Regions from separate parts of the Mus musculus genome. Here all the other regions are linked to region 1. The links are chromatin contacts, called in public HiChIP or PLAC-seq maps. All regions are on one chromosome and are shown on one strand. The core of a region is the stretch at or near the end of the contact, and the rest is flanking DNA. Distances in the headings are between cores, read along the strand shown.

Evidence for each region. HiChIP or PLAC-seq counts read pairs in DNA pulled down with a chosen protein or histone mark.
Region 2: an HNF4G HiChIP or PLAC-seq map of pancreatic cancer cells shows a contact between it and region 1. The contact joins the enhancer-like site here to the promoter of Dctn6 in region 1. A contact is called at or near these places in 3 of 39 promoter capture datasets (hematopoietic stem and progenitor cells, hippocampal neurons and liver), 1 of 115 datasets of contacts at active chromatin or transcription factors (pancreatic cancer cells) and 2 of 9 other capture datasets (adipose tissue and liver).
Region 3: a contact with region 1 is called in a FOXA1 HiChIP or PLAC-seq map of pancreatic cancer cells. The contact joins the enhancer-like site here to the promoter of Dctn6 in region 1. A contact is called at or near these places in 2 of 39 promoter capture datasets (the C10 cell line and liver), 2 of 115 datasets of contacts at active chromatin or transcription factors (pancreatic cancer cells and regulatory T cell precursor) and 1 of 9 other capture datasets (liver).

What each region holds. Positions count from the first base shown.
Region 1 is chr8:34,107,233-34,111,100 of GRCm38.p6, forward strand. Dctn6 (dynactin 6) reads right to left here and starts at 1,480. Exons shown (of 7, transcript NM_011722.4): 1 at 1,187-1,480. The coding sequence starts at 1,209. It also overlaps a transcript of Mboat4 not described here and the pseudogene Gm10131.
Region 2 is chr8:33,672,225-33,676,624 of GRCm38.p6, forward strand. It overlaps Gsr (glutathione reductase), which reads left to right. Exons shown (of 13, transcript NM_010344.4): 5 at 1,863-2,010. Among named protein-coding and RNA genes, the nearest start is that of Gm24727, 17 kb to the right of the region's middle. Within about 2 kb of position 1,332, at least 87 of the 459 cell types and tissues checked have an H3K27ac peak or open chromatin away from gene starts, as enhancers often do. A contact at or near this core is called in adipose tissue, hematopoietic stem and progenitor cells, liver and 1 more, where this site is marked.
Region 3 is chr8:34,615,795-34,619,884 of GRCm38.p6, forward strand. It overlaps B930018H19Rik (RIKEN cDNA B930018H19 gene), which reads right to left. Exons shown (of 5, transcript NR_040706.1): 2 at 3,905-4,072. Gm34096 (a long non-coding RNA gene) reads left to right here. Exons shown (of 3, transcript XR_001778547.2): 3 at 3,388-3,725. Among named protein-coding and RNA genes, the nearest start is that of Gm34096, 11 kb to the left of the region's middle. Within about 2 kb of position 1,292, at least 28 of the 459 cell types and tissues checked have an H3K27ac peak or open chromatin away from gene starts, as enhancers often do. A contact at or near this core is called in pancreatic cancer cells, where this site is marked.

The DNA of each region.
Region 1 (3,868 bases), core at 230-2,729:
TTCTTAAGTGGCACACAGCCTATTAGGCCAAAATCACATATACTTTTAAATGCTTAACAAAACAGCTTTGGATTTTATTTCTTAACAGTATTCTAACTGTTCTGTCTTGCTTTCTGTCGCTGTGATAAAGACCATGACCAAATGCAGCGTGGGGAGGAGACGGTTTATTCGCCTTACACTTCCTGCTCACCATGCCCAGGGAGCTCAGGGCAGGAACTATGACTGCTTACTGGCCCACTTGCTAAGTAGCTTTCTTAAATGGCCCAGGCCTACCCGACTGGAGATGGCTCTGCCCACAGTGGGATGGGCCTTCCCATCTCAATCACAGATCAAGACACTCACCCCGACATGGACGATCCTTCAATTGAGGTTCCCTCTTCCCAGATGACTCTAAGTTGTTTCAAGCTGACAGTTAGAACTCATCAGGACACTAACCCTAGAATTTCTACAGACCATCAAATGATAATGCATACCACAAAGTTCTTAGAGCAAAGTTTATTCCTGGGGCGTCACTGTTCTGACACCAGTATTCTCGATTCTGAGCCGAAAGTTGCCCAGAAACACCCTGTCTCTCTAGATCTTTGTCCTGTGATAACTGAATGCTTGCTTCCGGGGCGATCCACGCCCTCTTCTGGCTTGAGAGACAACATTCACACGCACACACCTTAACACCGATACATGCATATACATACAGCTGTATATGTATATGTATATCTCAAGACATTAATCCCAGGACAAAGGAGGCAACGGCAAATGAATCCCTATGCTTTTCTGTTATCCATGCGGTCTCTTTCCACCAACGGCTCTCACTGGTGAAGACTGTGACAGGAAAAGCCATAGTTGCCGGCCCTGGGCTCTCAGGCACTGACATAAGGATGACAGCATCAGTGTCTTCTTCCAGGCCTCCCTCTTCCTGATCAGAGGCAGGGCCGACGGTGCAGCCACCGCTGAGCAGCCTTCTCGCCCGCACAACCTCCCTCAGCCTCCCTGAGTCCCCCACGCAGCCCCAATGGAGTCTGCGCAGGCGTGCTGGGATGGGTGGGGGTCACGGAACAAACCCTCTCCGCCCCCACACCCCACGGACGCCAGGTATGGGATTATGGAGCCATCCACCTATACACCGTCTCAGTGCCCCCACGCCGCGACCAGAAACGGGTTCTGCCCCTGCGGAGGTGTTAACACGTACCTCTTTTGCGTCTTCTCCGCCATCGTCAAGCCCGGGTCTCAGGAAGAGCTGAGATCGATTTTTGCAGCCTGGCTAGAGCGATGATCTCTGCATGGGATTGCAGAGCCTGGCACGGCCTGGGAGAGGCGGGGCCTGAGAGACCCGCCTTCTGCTTTCCAGGTTCGCGCTTGCGTGCTGAGGATGGTTTGCTTTTCGGGGTTGGCTTGGCTTGCTTCGCTTCTGCCTCCTGGAAAGTCGTTTTTTCCACTTGACAGTGTTTACCAAGTCTATCCTAACCCCATCAGCCCTGATCCTTATCGTTAAGTTCACTCTACGTTTAACTTCCTCCCTAAGCCTGTCAAAATCTCTTTTGAACATCAAATCCAGTTTTTAAACGTCTCTTTACAAGCGCGCGCGTGCGCGCGTATGCGTGTGTATGTGTGTGTGCTTGGCTCTTCTGAGGCTTTGTCATCTCACGCTATTAAACTTTGAAGAAACCAAGCTGTCTTTCCATCTCCCAACTACTGCTACGTAGGACCCAGGTGGCATAATAAGGATTCATTCTGAGAAGCAAAACCAGCAGGAGATATGAATTACGAGGGTTTTGTTAGGAATTAGTTAGGGATCTGCTGTGCAAGTTCGAAACCCGTAGATCAAGCTGGGACTTTTTCATTTGGAAGGCCAAGCTGCTACCCACAGGTGGAATTTCTTCTTTTCAGGGGGGAAGTTTCAGTGTTGCTCTGAACCCTTTAAACTGATTGAATCTGGCCCACTCCTGGTTATCCGGGACAATCTGTTTCTTAATTAAGCAATTTCTAGTCACACCAAGAAATATCTTAAAGGGGGTGTGTTGGGGCTGTTGGCTCAGTTGGTACAGTGCTTGCTTAGCATGCATGAAGTCCAGAGTTCATTCCAGAGAGTCACACGAAACTGGCCATGGCAGAACCCACCCATAAACCCAGCCCAGGAAGGATCACAAATTCAAGGTCACCCTTGGTTACTCAGAGTTATGGCTCCTGCCATTTTCCTGGTTTTTATAGTGGTTGTTGTATTGTTTTAACAGTTTTTCTAGTGTGGTTTATTCTTTTTTATGATTTCTCAGAGGGACTTGTTTCTCTCTTCAATCTGAAAGATTCCTTCAGGTCTTCTGTAGACCTGGCTTAGTGGTAATGTGTTCTTTGAGTCTGGTTTTGTTTGTTTGTTTGTTTGTTTGTTTTTGGTTTTTGAGACAGGGTTTCTCTGTATAGCCCTGGCTATCCTGGAACTAACTCTGTAGACCAGGCTGGTCTCGAACTCAGAAATCTACCTGTCTCTGCCTCCGGAGTGCTGGGATCAAAGGCGTGCGCCACCACTGCCCAGCTTTGAGTCTGTTTTTGCAGTAGAAAGTGTTTATTTTTCCTTTAGCTAGAACACGTAGGTTTAGTGGGTGCAGTACCAGAGTACTTTCAGACTTTGAAATACATCATTGTGAGCTCTTGCAAGACGTTTAAAGTTTCAGCTGAACAGCCTACCTTCATTCAGAGGGACACACCTGTTCAGGTGATGTGGTGTGGTGATGCTCTCTTGCACTTTAAATACACTTTTTTTTTTCTTTTATGGTCCTCCATGTTAGTGTTTTAAATACAGTATGACAGGGGAGGTTCTTTTCTGGTCTTCCTGTCTAGTGCTTCCTGTATCTACTTCCTCAATCTCCCTAAACCTGTGGGGGCCTTTCCTGTCACAATTCTTTTGAAACTGTGTTCTAAGCCTTTAGGATAAGATTCTTCACTTCATATGTCTGTAGCCCACAGAGTTTGTCTTAGACTTTAGAGTAGATCTTGGAACTCCCATTTATACTTTTTTTTTTCTTTTCTTCTTATTTTTTAAAAGGTTTATTTATTTTATGTATGCGAGTATATTGTCACTCTCTTCAGACACACCAGAAGAGGGCATCAGATCTCATTACAGATGGTTGGGAGCCACTATGTGGTTGCTGGGAATTGAACTCATGACCTCTAGAAGAGCAGTCAGTGCCTGTCTTCACCTCTGAGCCATCTCTTCACCGTTGTCCTTGCTGAATTGCTCTAGTTCCTGCAGGTGTCTCTAAGATCAAACATTCTGTCCTCTCCTTGGTCTGTCCTGTCTCTGAGGTTTCCCACGGGGCTATTTGTGTTGGTGTTTTTGTTGTTTTGAGACAAGAGCCTCACTATGCATCCCTGGCTGGCCTGGAATTGGCAGTGTAGACCAGGCTGGCCTGGAACTCACAGAGACAGAACACACCTTTAGAAAGAAAAGGGTTATTTTGGCTTACGGATCCAGAAAAATAAGAGTATGTGACTGCAGAGGTGATGCAGGGCAGCAATTGGCGGACACACGGGCAGGAACAGGAAGTTAAGAGCTCACAACTGGAACCACAAGCACAGAACAGAAAAAGCAAGGAATGTGGCAAAGCCTACCTTCTGTGACACCTTCCACCATTAAGGCCACACCTTCCACCGTTAAGGCCACACCTCCTATTCCTCCTCTCACAACACCACCAAATTCTGATCAAGTGTTCAAATACCGGAGACTATAGAGGTGACTTTTCTTTTTTTTTTTTTTTTTTTTTTTTTTTGAAAATACAACTACAGAACATTTCTTTATTTTTCACTGAGACTTTCCCAGAGGCTATATGACTAACCTTGTCCCCACCCCACCCCCACAAAGGGTTAGTGCGCTCACTGC
Region 2 (4,400 bases), core at 82-2,581, 440 kb before region 1:
ATGTAGATGCAGTTACAGGCAATTGTGAGCCATCTGACGTAGGTGCTAAAGTCCAAATTTGGATCCTCTGGAAGAACAGTAAGCCCTATTAACCACTAAGCCATCTCTCCAGCAATTTTTCCCTTTATAAGGTCTTAGAATATAGATAGCCCTGGCTGGCCTTGAACTCACAAAAATCTACCTACTTCTGTCTCTTGAGAGCTGAGATTAAAGGCCTGTACCACCATGTCCAGCTCCTATTGAAATTTTTTTAGTGGGGCTGACTAAATTTTAAGAAAAAGATGGACCCAAGAGATGGCTCACAGTTAAGAGCACTGGCTGCTTTTCTGGAGGACGCAGGTTCAATTCCCGGCACCTGCACAGTGACTGACAATGGTGGTTCTTGTCCCGGGTTCCTCTGCTCTCTCCGACCTCTGCAGGCACTGCACATGTGTGATACACATGTGTGATGCACATGCATGCATGCAACAACACACACACACACACACATAAAAAATAAGTAAATCTTAAGAAAGAAAGGACAGGAAAGTTGTTGGAGGTTAGGAGATGATCGAGAAATGAGCATTTTGCAAAACTTAGTCTCACTGTATGTGGAGCATGCACTGACCCTGTGGGGATAATGTTATGGCTGGTAGGGTTCTACAGCAAAACAAACTTTGGTGCTCTGTCCCCAGGTGGTGCAGATCTTTCTCTGAACGGTTGGTTACCTGTGTTCACAGCACTTGGCCCTTTTTCTCCCAGGGCAAACTCACTGCCCCCTAAGAAGGGTTAGAACAGGGTGCTTGTGGGTTTGGCATTAAGTGAAATTCAGTTAATTAAGCCAGGTGCCTGCAGGAACAGGCCTGGAAGGGAGATTGGGAGGGAGGAAAGAATTCAGCCCCAGACAGGCTGAAAAATGTTGACTCATTCCTTTGTGTGAACAAACTTACGTGGCTCCTTTAGCTTTCCACAGTCCACCTTTCCGTGCCAGGACATAGGTCACAGCTGGCTGACGCTTGCTGGCTGCACTCACGGTGACCCCTGGTACGGGGTTCCACTGAGAGCAAGTCAAGCATTACTGTTCATTTCCGCAGTAGAGCATCACTGTAGTTTTCTGTTTTGCTTTTTGTTTTGTTTTTTGTTTTGTAAACTTCCCACCAAAGATTTATTGTTTTGTGTATGAATACACCGTCATTACCTTCAGACACACCAGAAGAGGGCATCGGATCCCATTAAGATGGTTGTGAGCCACCACGTGATTGCTAGGAATTGAACTCAGGACCTCTGGGAGAGCAGTCAGTGCTCTTTAACCTCTGAGCCATCGCTCCAGCAAAAGGCTGCATCTCCTCTCTTGGCCAGAGTAGTTCCCTGGTGTCTGTTCCTTCCCCTTTGCTTCTCCCTTGTCCTCCTTCCTCTCCTCTCTGGAATACCAATTTTTTTTAGTCTTTTGTGAGTAAGGCTTTTACCTTCAACCCTTGGAGTCAAAAATACTGCCTTTTCCTTGGAGTGACTGGCATGGTTTTGTTTACTTGGTTTTAACCCAAGATAGCACCATTATTTCTCCGTGTCATTCACTTCCGACTGACTGGCAGTGAGCTCTCCTGAGTATCCGTTACCAGTCATGAGGTCTAAGAATGGTGAAGAAATTAGGAACTAATGTATTGCGCAGAATAGATGTCTTTTGAAACAGGGGCTTCCTCTAGCTCAAACTGCCAGTGAACTTGCTGTGTAGCCAGGGGTGACCCTAAGTACTTGATCCTGCTTCCTCCTGCTCCCAAGGGCTGGATTTTAGGAAGGTACTGCTACTCCCAACTTGGCAGTTTTTGGCATTTGTTGGCTTTTTGAGTCTTACGAATATGCTAACATCTGTGTTCCTTCTGCAGTCTCACATAGAAATTATCCACGGCTATGCAACATTCGCAGATGGTCCTCGGCCCACGGTGGAAGTCAATGGGAAAAAGTTTACCGCTCCACACATCCTGATTGCCACAGGAGGCGTGCCCACAGTTCCTCACGAGAGCCAGATCCCAGGTGAGTCTTCCAAAAGCCGGTGAGGTCAGGGAGTTTACAAGCCACATCCTGGGATCTGCCCACGCTGGTTCTGTCTTGCGAAAGGTCAGAAAAAAATGATCCCTGGAGACTACATTTAGTTAACTAGTGATTAAGAGTGAGCCAGGACTCAGCAAGAGAAGTCATGGAGAACGGTCAGTCACCTTTTGCTCCTGGTGTGGCGCAGAGTGCTGTTAGGTAGGTTATTATTTCTAAGACTCGACAGACAGTAACTATTCAAGAGCGAGAAATTAAGAAATTGCTCTCCCCGGTCCATGTTTTTGTTTCTTACATAGCAAGATGTAAAAGATTAAAGCAGCCAGGCATCTCAGAGGTGGTCCTGTCGGCCATGTGTATGTTGACCTAAGAGTCAGAGGTGACTCATGTAATCACTCTCAGCCATTAGTCATTCTTTCTCCCACATACTATTATATGTCTTGGATAGTGACTTTCTTAAATTTTTTTTATTGCTGTGCTAAAAGAATGTCGACAAAAGTGACTTAAGGGAAAAAGGGTTTATTCCTCGCTGCACTTGAGATTGCAGTCCACCATGCAGGGAAGTCACAGCGGTAGCAACTTGAGGGAGCTGGGCACGGCACAACACAGCAATGAAATAGAGCGGTGAGTGCATGCTTGCTGTTGCCCAGTCCTTTCTCCATACATCCCTGGCTAGGGAATGGCAATGCCCACAGTGGGTGGATCTCCCACTCAGCTAATCCCTCACAGACATGTCTAGAGGCCCCGTCTATCTCCCGGATTATTCTACATTCTTTCATATTGACAACAAAAGTCATAACAGTAGGCACACTTTATACATTTTTTTCAATTCTCAGGGACTGGCTTCAAAGCTTGTGATAATTTTATTTAAGGAGCACTTTGGGTGTGTGCATTTATGCCTTTAAATAGATCTTTCCCTGATGGTTTTGTTTTTGAGATAGTCTCATGTAACTCAGCTGACTTTAAACTTACTATGTAATTAACGATGACCTTAAATCCTGGTTCTTCTGTCTCCACTGGGATTATAGGCCTGTGCCACCATGCCAGCTTATATTTATTCTTTTGTTTATTGTTGTTTCCCTATTCTTCTCTTTCTGGAATTTTAAGCAGGGTTTACAACCCCCAAAGCTAAAGAGGAAAAAAATACAAAGGTACCATTTTCAAGTACCGTAATATTTACTTGGGAATCCTGGGTGGTCATAGCCCTGTGAAGCCAGATTCCAGTAGTCATTGTTTACTGGGTAAAAAAGAAAAGGTTAAACCTGAAGAGATAGCTCAGTGGTTAGGAACACTTGCTGCTCTTGCCAAGGACCCAAGTTCGGGTTACACTGCCACCAAGGTGGTTCAGAATCATCTGCAGCTGCCGTGCCTGTGGATCCAACACCTCCTGGCCTTTCAGGCACCAGGCACCCCCAAGGTTGTCTGTATGCCAGAGAGGCTGAGCACCCAGTAGCTGTTAAGTCCACAAGGCTGGATGTCTCAGCAGCTCCATTCTGGCACTGCAGGTCCCAGGGGATTCCTAGAGGCCTCTGGCTTCTGCCCATGCTGGAGGACTGAAGTGGCTGTGTTCCCAGGTCAGTGAAGGGTGGTGGTGGCACAGCAGCAGAACAATAGAGTAGATGCACTCACCAGCAAGGAGGGGAGGGGAGGGCAAAACCTATGCCTCCACCACCAGAAGGGGCTGCTCTCCCCTCCGTCCTGGTAAGTGTCGCTTCAGTTTCTAGACAGTGAATCTGTTAAGTATGCAGCAAGCAAAAGCAGAAAGGCAAATAGCACGGAGCAGATAGATAGGAGCAGCAGAGAGCAAACCATCATCAGATCAGATGCTTGCAACACCTGGCAGAAACCGTTAAGAATGGTGTAACTGGGAGAGCATTGTCGTCTCAGGCACTTACAACATCCTGCGGAGTTGGCTGTCCCGGAGAAGTTGGGAGATCCCAGGCCGAGCTTTTGGCTTCTTTCTGCTGCAGGGATTTCTATATTGTGGGCTAGACAGTAAGCAGTAGCCTCTTGGAAGAGGCTTGTTGTCTAGCCGTGGTCATTGCACAGAGTTGTAAATACCTTTAGCTGTTCACCTTTCTTGTCAGAGAGGCAGTGATTCAGCCTCACCCAGGACGGGGAGTCTTGGGAGACCCTTGACATAGCACTTGAGTCTCTGGGACAAGGGAGGTCTTCTCACTTCCAGTGTCCACTTCTCTACAGCGCAAACAGCAAATGACAGTTTACCTACATACATATACCACACTTCCCCTGTTACTCCTTCTGGAAAGTATCTGCCAGAGATACTGCTCTTAGTTGTTCCAGATTCGGCGAGCTGATGATCAAGATTAACCATTACAGAAGACTAAGACAGGGGCATTGCCTTAAGTTTGAGG
Region 3 (4,090 bases), core at 42-2,541, 510 kb after region 1:
AAGAAGTTTAACCCAGAATTGTTCCTATCTAAAGGAAATGCAGAGACAAAAAAAAAGAATAGAGCAGAGACTGAAGGAAAGGCCATTCTGAGACTGCCCCACCTAGGGATCCATCCCACCTGCAGACACCAAACCCCAGTAGTATTGCTGATGCCAAGAAGTGCTTGCTGACTGGAGCCTCATACAGCTGTCCCCTGAGAGGCTCTGCCAGCATCTGACAAAAACAGATGCAGATACTCACAGCCAACCATCGAACTGAGCCCAGGGAACCCAATGGAGGAGTTAGGGTAAGGACTGAAGAAGCTGAAGGGGATGTGCAACCTCACAGGAAGAATAACAATATCAACCAACCAGACACCTCAAAGCTCCCAGGAACTAAACCACCAACCAAAGAGAGCACACGGAGGGACCCATGGCTCCAGCTACATATGTAGCAGAGGATGGTCTTATCTGGCATCAGTGGGAGGGGAGGCGTTTGCTCCTATGGAGGCTCGATGCCCCAGCATAGGGGGATGCTAGAATGGTGAGGCAGAAAATGGGGGAAGAGCATCTTCATAGAGAGGGGAGGAGGGATGGGATAGGGGGGTTGCTGAGGGGAAATGGAGAAGGAGGGCAACATTTGAAATGTAAATAAATAAAATAACCAATAAAAAATAGTTATTTTACTGTATTACGTAGGGGATGATGACAAAAAATAAAGGTGTGTACCTGTCTGCACAGATCCTACCATTGTATGAACTCTATAGTGCCTGACCCAGAGTTGGTAGAATCTATAGGAGCTGGATCTACAGATACCAAAAGCCAGTTCCAGCCCTACTGACACAGTTAAGCTAGACACTCCTTTCTGACCTCCATCACTTATTTCTGCGTGCACACACACAACCCTAAGTATCTTAGCTCTTCTAATGTGTACTCAAAGATCCTCTACTGAGTCTTTCTTCGATGTAAAGTAACTTGCCCAGAGTCCCCAGTGGACAGAGGCGTGTTCATTCTCGGGTCAGGGACCACCAGGACTATGTTACTGAGATGCTAAGATAACCCAAAAGTGCATGTGGGCTCTTAAGGCAGACATCTAGAGAAGACTCCAGGAGGAGGTAGGACTCAAGCGAGAAGCTGAAACTCAAGTCAAATGGGTCACAGAGGATGGAAATAGAAGACAGGAACTCCAAGTTTGTCTGACTCTAAATGCAGGGCCAAGGGATGACAGATCCCAGAGCCTGGCTCTGACCAGGTTCTTCGCCATGTGTTATTTCATGTAATACTAAAACCGGCCTTATGGTTGGTTTCCAGTGATGGTCTGTCACGGGATGAGAAAACCAGAGTGTTGGCAAACAAGGCCACAGTCTTTATTGACATGGTAAGTTGAGGTGCTTTCTCAGCTGATGAGTCACGGTGGGGGGTTAGGCAAATGTGAATGGAAGAAATGAAGGCATATAGATTTCTGGAATCTTGCATCTCAGCGCCCTGGATTCCACACTCCAAAGCCCCCTTTGGGCACTGCCATATCTACAAGATGGCAGAAGAAGGTACCACATGCCCAAATCCTAAAGAGTAGGCACTGGATTTAAAACAATTGAAAGCCTCTTTAAAGTGTGTGTGTGTGTGTGTGTGTGTGTGTGTGTGTGTGTGTGTGTGTGTGTGTGTGTGTGTGTAGGTCACAGAACCATATTGCTGTGTCAGCTCTCTGCTTCTATTTTTACATGTTTTCTGGAGCTGAACTCTTGAACAGACAAGCACCTTTACCTTCTGAGCTATCTTGCAGGATTGACAGCCTCTTGGTTTTGTTTTGTTTTGTTTGTTTTGTTTTGTTTTGTTTTGTTTATGAGCAAAAAATCCTGATGTGAAAATAAACCTGTTACTAATTCTGTTTCTAGATAGAATAACTTTTATCCTTCCCCTGGGGTGGGCTCAGAGCAGTAGAGATCCCAGCCCTTGGCTGTCTTTGGAATGACTGGTATGTCTAAACAAACTAAGACTTGTTTTGTTTTTTGAAACCTCTAAACCACTAATAGGAATGGAAGTTAGCAGAAGCCAAGCAGTCAAGTTTGTAGGTTTCTTGGTCTTTGATGCAGACAACAACGTCTTTACTGAGTCTTCTATGAATCGGTTTCATTTGAACTGCTGGACTTGGGGGCAGGGAGGGGAGCGCCTGCAAAGATAAATAGCTAAGGCTCCTCTCTCTATCTCTCTCTCTCTTTCTCTCTCTCTCTCTCTCTCTCTCTCCCTCCCTCCCTCCCTCCCTCCCTCCCTCCCTCCCTCCCTCCCTCCCTCCCTCTCGTCCATTCTCAGGAATACACAGGAATACAGTGGCAGCTTTCAAGTATCTTACAAAGAAACACCCTGGCCTGTCTATCCCTTCCATTTTCTCAGACTCCTAGCTCCACCCCCATATCCAAGTTTTACAGCAAGGATTAAATAAATAAGCATGACAAAACAAGGAACCGGGCAACTGGGCTTTGCAAACACCTGAACACAGTTCTCTCTGTATGCAAATGAGCCCGGAAGCATGGGCTGGCATCGAGATGACCCTGTAATCCAATCCCTTCTGTGCAAATAAGAATTCGCTCATGGGGTAGCTTGCTCCTTGCCTGAGACTTCCATGCAGGGGAACTGAGTCAGGCCTTGGCCTTTGACTACAGTCTGCTCAGAGGTTGGCAGCCTCTCAAGACCAAAGGGCACTGAATGAACTAATGCTAGAAAACCAAACTTGGGGCTGTTTGGGGGGTTTTGCCTGTTTGTTTACGTTTTGTAAGGCATAGGGCTCAGAGTCAAGTCTGGGGGTCAGACCATGCTGATCAGAAGGCTTACGTACAATCACAGCATCTCAGCTCTGAGCTCCCTACCCATTTGTTCCCAGGCAATCACATAAGTTCTTAGCACTGCTGGTTTTCTGTCTAGAAATGAGAGGGGGAACGTAACAGTGCCAGCTCTGGTGGCCTTGGAACAGTGCCGTGGGCTTAGAAACACGGCAGAAACCATACTATAAGTTACCAATGTAGCACAAATGTAAGAAACTGTCTGCCAAGGGTACACTGGTCTCCAGATGGGTATATCTGAACAATTCAAGTTGTCTGGTTGTAATTCTGATTGTCTCCTTCAAAGAAAGAAAATGTAGCTACCTTCTAGGTAGGACAGTCCAACATGGAATGATCACTTGAACTTGCTCAAATACAGAGTAACGTGTCCAGACAACAGACTTGCACGCTTTATATAGGCAGGAAAAGCTCTTAGCAGTTTTATCTTCCTCCGGAAGCGTTATATCTTGTTTAAAGAAGTTGGATTTTAAACTGGTTTTTTTTTTTTTTGAGATGACACTTACAAAACGTAAACTTACCTCAATAATCCCCATTAACTAATTAATTTTTTTTTTGCGTTATCTCTTACTAGGTTGAACGTCCTTCTGCCTTTGCTGTGTTGTGGTTCTGATGAGTTACCTCCACACTCACAGGGTCAGACAGCTGCTGAACATCGTTAGACGTGCCCAGTCCATGTGGACTCTCCTGTCACAGACACAGTGTGCCTTTGCGGCCACCACAGCCATCCTCATTAGCACATATTTTTATCTTCTCAGTCTTGGGGATGCACTCAAATGCTCGCTGACCAAATGTTCCTATAAATAACACCTCAGATCGTCACCTTCCTAGTTTATACTTACCTGGAAGCTGAGATCTGAACGCTCACCTTCTGCTTTAATAAAGCAGCCCCATGCAGGCGGTGCAGTCTTACATTCCCTCCACTCTGCCTTGGGAATACATATGCCCCCCAACCCCTGCCTGCAGTGCTTTAGTGCTTTGCTGTCAGAATCCTACCCCCTTTGCAATACGGTGTAACTCCATCTTCCCCTAAGAAGCTGTCAAGGCCAGGTCTGATTCAGTACAAGCAAATACAGTAGCTGTATCCTCACCCTTGTATGGAACTGAATACACGATGACCAGTATATCTGCATTCTTCCTCCCGGATGGAAGTGCCTGGAAGGCAAGGGCTGCCTCTCTAGCCACAATATTCGGCTCCCAGGAAGCGCCTCACTGCTCTTTTCTGGATGCGATGACAGGAGTCCCGCAAGGCAGAGAAACTGAAATACAAACAAAAA